2 separate regions of the Zea mays genome follow, and region 2 is linked to region 1. A link is a contact called in public Hi-C data. All regions are on one chromosome and are shown on one strand. Each heading gives the region's core, a stretch centred on a gene start, on an enhancer-like site or on the middle of the called end of the contact. The rest is flanking DNA. Distances are from core to core; before and after follow the strand shown.

Evidence for each region. A called contact is a pair of places that touch in the nucleus more often than the background predicts.
Region 2: a contact with region 1 is called in a Hi-C map of leaf, with 4 times the contacts expected there. The contact joins the promoter of LOC542062 here to the promoter of LOC100384270 in region 1. A contact is called at or near these places in 3 of 25 Hi-C or Micro-C datasets (ear, leaf and tassel).

The regions. Positions count from the first base shown.
Region 1 is chr4:213,189,501-213,192,422 of Zm-B73-REFERENCE-NAM-5.0, forward strand. LOC100384270 reads left to right here and starts at 1,611. Exons shown (of 3, transcript NM_001176835.1): 1 at 1,611-2,146; 2 at 2,247-2,376; 3 at 2,457-2,922. The coding sequence starts at 1,691. The coding sequence ends at 2,803.
Region 2 is chr4:213,586,717-213,589,517 of Zm-B73-REFERENCE-NAM-5.0, forward strand. It overlaps LOC542062 (barley mlo defense gene homolog 4), which reads left to right and starts at 1,478. Exons shown (of 15, transcript NM_001111699.1): 1 at 1,478-1,667; 2 at 1,772-1,829; 3 at 2,310-2,518; 4 at 2,629-2,745. The coding sequence starts at 1,548.

The DNA.
Region 1 (2,922 bases), core at 361-2,860:
ACAACAACATTACAATAAGAATATATCACACATGTATTAGGGCATGTTTGGTTTCTTTAGTCCAAGGACTAAAGTTTAATTAGGGGACTAAAATTTAGTCATTATCCTATTTGGTTGTAGCAGCTAAAAGTATTTAGAGCACATTAAATAAATAATAAGAAGACCAAAATACCACCCATTCTCTCTCAATTAGTGGAACTAAAATAATTAAGGGGCAAAAAGTGAAATTAATATGGTTTAGTCTCATTTAGTCACCCTTTGATGGACTAGAGACTAAACTAGTTTAGTTCTTATTTTAGTCCCACCGTTTGATATTTATCGTGAGTTTGGTTGCCTGTATTTGCTGGTGCCTGCATCGCGGGATATAATGAGCTAGTGTTTGTTTGTTGTCAACGAGGATCTACGCGTGCGAGGTGTGTGTTTGGTTACATGCATGCAGATGTAGAGCGAGGCTTGTACGATACTCAAAGCACCCTGGGTCAGGGTCTGCAGGCGCGAGCAAATTGGTCGCATCTTTGAAACCAGGCTCCCGCGCGGCCTGGCTCATGCAACAAGGCTACAGGGAGAAGCCAACCAAACAGGCCTTAAAGACTAAATGAGAATAAAATAAAAGAACTAATCTTTAGTCACTCAAACCAAACAGAGACTAAATATTCGATAAAGTTTTAAGACACAACAATTACATAAAAACAAATTATATATATATATATATATATAATATATAGTCATGTACTCTTAGCCGGCATATAAGTTTTACCTTATCTCTAGTTTGTAGACGAGATGGATGAAGGAAACATCTTATACGAGACGCCGGACGACTATTAAAATTAGTGATTTATATTAGTAGAGATAAAGGTTGGGAAAACCAAAAATAACAGAAGAGGCCGTGGTAGGTTTCATCTCAAAATATGTGATCATTATTTGCAGCATTAATATCTGATTAGGACTAGCTAAAATTATACACCACTACTATACGATCAATTATTAAGCATGCCGTCCGCGTCTACCAGCCTAGCCTGTAGCTGCAGCTGGGTACAGTCCCAGCGTACAGCTAGCAAGCTCCCTTCCCCAGAACAAACTGGAATAAAAGCAGCATGGGAGGAAGGATGGTGACCATCAAATGGAAAAAAATTAATAAAAAAACACAAAGAAAAAACTGCATAAAAGTGTCTGAATTTTAGATAATTTGAGTCAACACGCATGTATAACCTAATTAGTATGAAATGTTGCTTTTATGATTTGTCTTTGTATTATAACAAATCATTTTTTTTTGTCTTTGCTTAACTATACAAATATTTTTTTTATTATTATCGTGCCAACACGTAATTAGATTTGTTAGGTTTATAATGTTGTCTTATAAATTCTTTATTCTCGAAACTACAAATTACAGACTATATCTATATAAAATACAATAAATCGTATATGTAATTTTAGTATTAAAAATATATAATAACTATTATCTGAAAAAAACTAAAATCCATATACCTGAATTTAGCAAAATCCCAACGGAAATAGGACAACGGGCACTCAAGTGAAGCGCACCTACCTACCTACCTACCTACACCTACCAAATACAGGCAGCGCCCCTCCCCTCCTCTCCCCTCGCTGCGGCTCTGCTTCGCAGCCAACCAACCACTCGACCGGGTGGTCCACCTCCCACCCCATCACACCACCACACCAACTCGGTCAAATGCATGGGCACGGGGCCATGGCTCACTCACAGGGATCCGGGTCAATGGGGCGGGCACCCTCGGCCCTCGCTCCTCCACGCTCTCCACCTCGACCCCTCTTTCGTATAAAACCAACCACTCCTCCCCCGCTCCTCCCCGGCTCCTTGCCTTTGTTCTGTTCTCCATTCGCGAAAGGCTCGCAGCAAAACCACGCCATCGATCGCCGCCACCAGTCCAGCATCCTCCGATCGACTACGTACTCCCACCCACTCCGGCAGCAGCGAGGCCTCTCTGTCTGTGCGCGGCGTGGCTGTCGTCGATCTCTGCCTGGCGGGCGGCCGGCATGGGGAGGTCCCCGTGCTGCGAGCAGGCGCACACCAACAAGGGCGCGTGGACCAAGGAGGAGGACCAGCGCCTCGTCGCCTACATCAAGGCCCACGGCGAGGGCTGCTGGAGATCGCTACCAAAAGCCGCAGGTGCGTAGGATGCGGATCAAGATATATGCATGCCATGCTTGTATGTTTCCAAGATGGGGTGAGTTTGATAGATGTGCGGGGCGGATGGACGGCTGTGCAGGTCTGCTGCGCTGCGGGAAGAGCTGCCGGCTGCGGTGGATCAACTACCTGCGCCCGGACCTCAAGCGCGGCAACTTCACCGAGGAGGAGGATGACCTCATCATCAAGTTCCACGAGCTCTTCGGCAACAAGTAGGCTGCCATGCCATGCATGTCCATAGAGATGAAATTAAAAAAAGAAGAACCGTTCCTGATCGCGTATGTGTATGCAGGTGGTCGCTCATCGCCGGGAGGCTGCCGGGCAGGACGGACAACGAGATCAAGAACTACTGGAACACGCACATCAAGCGCAAGCTCCTCGCCCGCGGCATGGACCCGCAGACGCACCGCCCGCTCGCCAGCGCGACCGCGGGGCAGCAGCATTACCAGCTGCAGGAGCCGCAGAAGCGAGCGGCCGGCGGCGGTCCAGCAGGCCATCCGCACCAGGACCACTTGGAGGTCGTCGTCATCTCGAACTCGCCGGACGAGGCCTACAGCCGTAGCAGCGACGACGAGCCGCGGTCCGCCACGCCGCCGCGGCGCCACCTCGACATCGACCTCAACCTGTCCATCAGCCTAGCGGCCTACCAGCCGCCGGAGGAAACCGGCATCATCAAGCAGCCACTGGTGATGAAGCAGGAGCAGGAAACGGCGGCGGGCGGCACCAATGCCGCGGCGGTGTGCCTGTGCCTCAACAGC
Region 2 (2,801 bases), core at 228-2,727, 400 kb after region 1:
GCAAAGTTGATGCTTCTGGGGTTCATCTCCCTGTTACTGACGATGTTTTAGGGGATGGTCTGGAAGACATGCATCTCTGAACGTCGGGCATTCCACATGTTGCCATACGAGAAGCCAGATGAGAAGGCTGGTGAGGCTGCCACCACCGAGCATTTTGTTGTTGTAGGGGACCTTGGCAAAATTGGTAGGCGCCTAATGAGTGAAGGCACCGTTGGGCTGAGCACTGGCACAAGGTAATCAGACTTTTGGAATTGGAATTTTAATCTCTTGCAATTAATTTTGTTTTTTTCGAAAACTGAACTGCTGAATCAGTTCAGTTGACAACTGTGTCGAATGAACTCAAAATCTTTTTTTTGTTCAGTGCAAAACTGTTTGTGGATGCTGCCCACTCTTGCACGACTAGGGTATTGTAACCATGAAAGCAACACATAAGACTATCTCTAGCAGCTTACCTATTCTCATGCTCATATTTAACTTTCACTTTCCGAATCTATTCTCGTACTCATATTTAAACTTTATTTTGCGAATAATGTAGTCTATAGTGTAAATCAGTGTTTTGGACGATCATATAAATGATGTGTTAGACACGATCCAAGTAACTCTTGGCCGACTGGGTATTGTAACTCGACCGCTTTGCTAGCGGCGGCGCGAGCACGCCTAGGTGCAGCAGTAGCACTGCCTGCGGACAACTATGCATTCTCCGACTCCATGGCGGCAGGGGAATGGAAACCGGAAAAACTGTGTTTATATCCACCGGGAAGACTATATTTATATCCCCCGTCAGCAAGTGCATGCTAATATGTTTAGTTCTATTGTATTCTACTTGTGTAAACTTGCTAGCTACTATTGTATATTGGATGTACGCACTATATGTTGTTTGTACGATACACTTGCATTCCTCTCTATTTCACTTCTTCTTTTACGCACTTCTATTCATGTTTTTTTGGATATACCAATGAACATAAAACAAATAAACATAAGAACACTAACATTTTGTTGAATATTTTATATACCGTTGTAGCGCGCAGATTACTAACTAGTTGTGTCTTAAAAAATGTGTCCTCGTCCGTACAAGGTTTTATCTCTATGTTTTGGGTTTTGGCACGGCGAGAAGAAACGAGAGCACGTGGGGCTTGCGCTGCGGACCGCTTATGGGCTACGGCCTCGGCGCTCGTGCTCGTGCCGCCCCATGCCCCCATGTGCCGCTGGCCGCTGCTGCCTCTGCAGGCTCTGCAAGGCTGCTAGCTGACCAAACTCCCCCTCCTCCGACCTTCCCGAATTTCTGATGCTGTTGCCACTTGAATGCTCTCCTCTCGCGCGGTGCCTGCCGTTGCTGCTCTGATGCCGATGGATCCCGCGCCGACCCAACCGCATCCGCATGCCACCCACCTCCCCTCCGCCTCGATCCGCATTAATTACTCCGACCTCACCACTTCCTCGCCGCTTCCAAATCCCAATAATACCATCGCGTAAATCCAGATATCAGGGCAGCTGGAACTGAAGGTGGCGGGAGCCGAGTGATCCGGCGGTGAGCTGAGCGGGGCGGGATGGCGGCGGAGCAGGGGCGGTCGCTGGCGGAGACGCCCACCTGGTCCGTGGCAACCGTCACCACGCTCATGGTCGCTGCCTGCTTCCTCGTCGAGCGCTCCCTCTCGCGCTTCGCCAAGGTGACAGAGTCCCGCCCGCACGGGGCATTCTTCTCGCCTCACTACTGCTTTGCTGCTGTTCGCTTAGCTGACCCCCGCCGGCTGTTGTTCGCTCCGCACCGCAGTGGCTGCGCAAGACCAAGCGGAAGGCCATGCTCGCCGCGCTCGAGAAGATCCGCGAAGGTACGTTCCCACTTCCCCTCCCTCCCTCGCGGCCTCGCCGTCTCGCCCTTTCCTTCGTCCTCACCTGCTTTTTATCGCCCTAATCTGAACGCGCTCTTGTGCTGCCTGCTGAATTGCTGAACTAGATAGCGGTGCACTACTGTACATGTGACTACCATGTATCATTCCACAATTTGAGGAGCTCAGCACTCAGCAGCCTTTCTAACTGGCCGATGTTGATTTGTTTGTTTGCTTGCTGCAACTGAATATTCATGGACGGGTTGGTAGTTTGGTAGTACTATTCATTGCCTTGCAATGCTGCTAGCTTTAGACAGGGTACTACATTGTCTCCAAGGATCTAGATACCCTGTGGCGACCTCGTCACACTCACTTCTTCCTACCTGCTCAAGCTCAACCGTGAATGTTTCTGCTGCCACTGCCGCCTCTCGCAAGCTGTTCGACTGTTAGCCTCTCACCAATAGAAGCCATGTCTGCACGCAGAGCTGATGCTGCTCGGAGTCATCTCGCTGCTGCTCAGCCAGACGGCGCGCTTCATATCGGAGATCTGCGTGCCGTCCTCGCTCTTCACCAGCCGCTTCTACATCTGCTCCGAGAGCGACTACCAGGACCTGCTGCGCAACACGGACGCCAACCAGACGGCGCTCGACAAGAACATGTTCGGTGGCCAACGGCTGCACGTCTGTGGCGAGGTATTGGTAACCCAGATGTCCTGCTCCCAGCCTATTGAGGTCAATGGAACTGGGAGCGGAGCACACTGTTCACTCATCGCTTGGGTTGGAACCTAATCTGTCACTTGCAGGGCCATGAACCTTTTGTTTCGTACGAGGGCCTTGAGCAGCTGCACCGGTTTCTCTTCATCCTTGGTATCACTCATGTGTTGTACAGTTTTGTAACAGTGGTTCTGTCCATGATCAAGGTTCGTGCTCACTGCCTGATTGCGGCTCTGACATTTTTCCCTCTTATTTTCTTCTG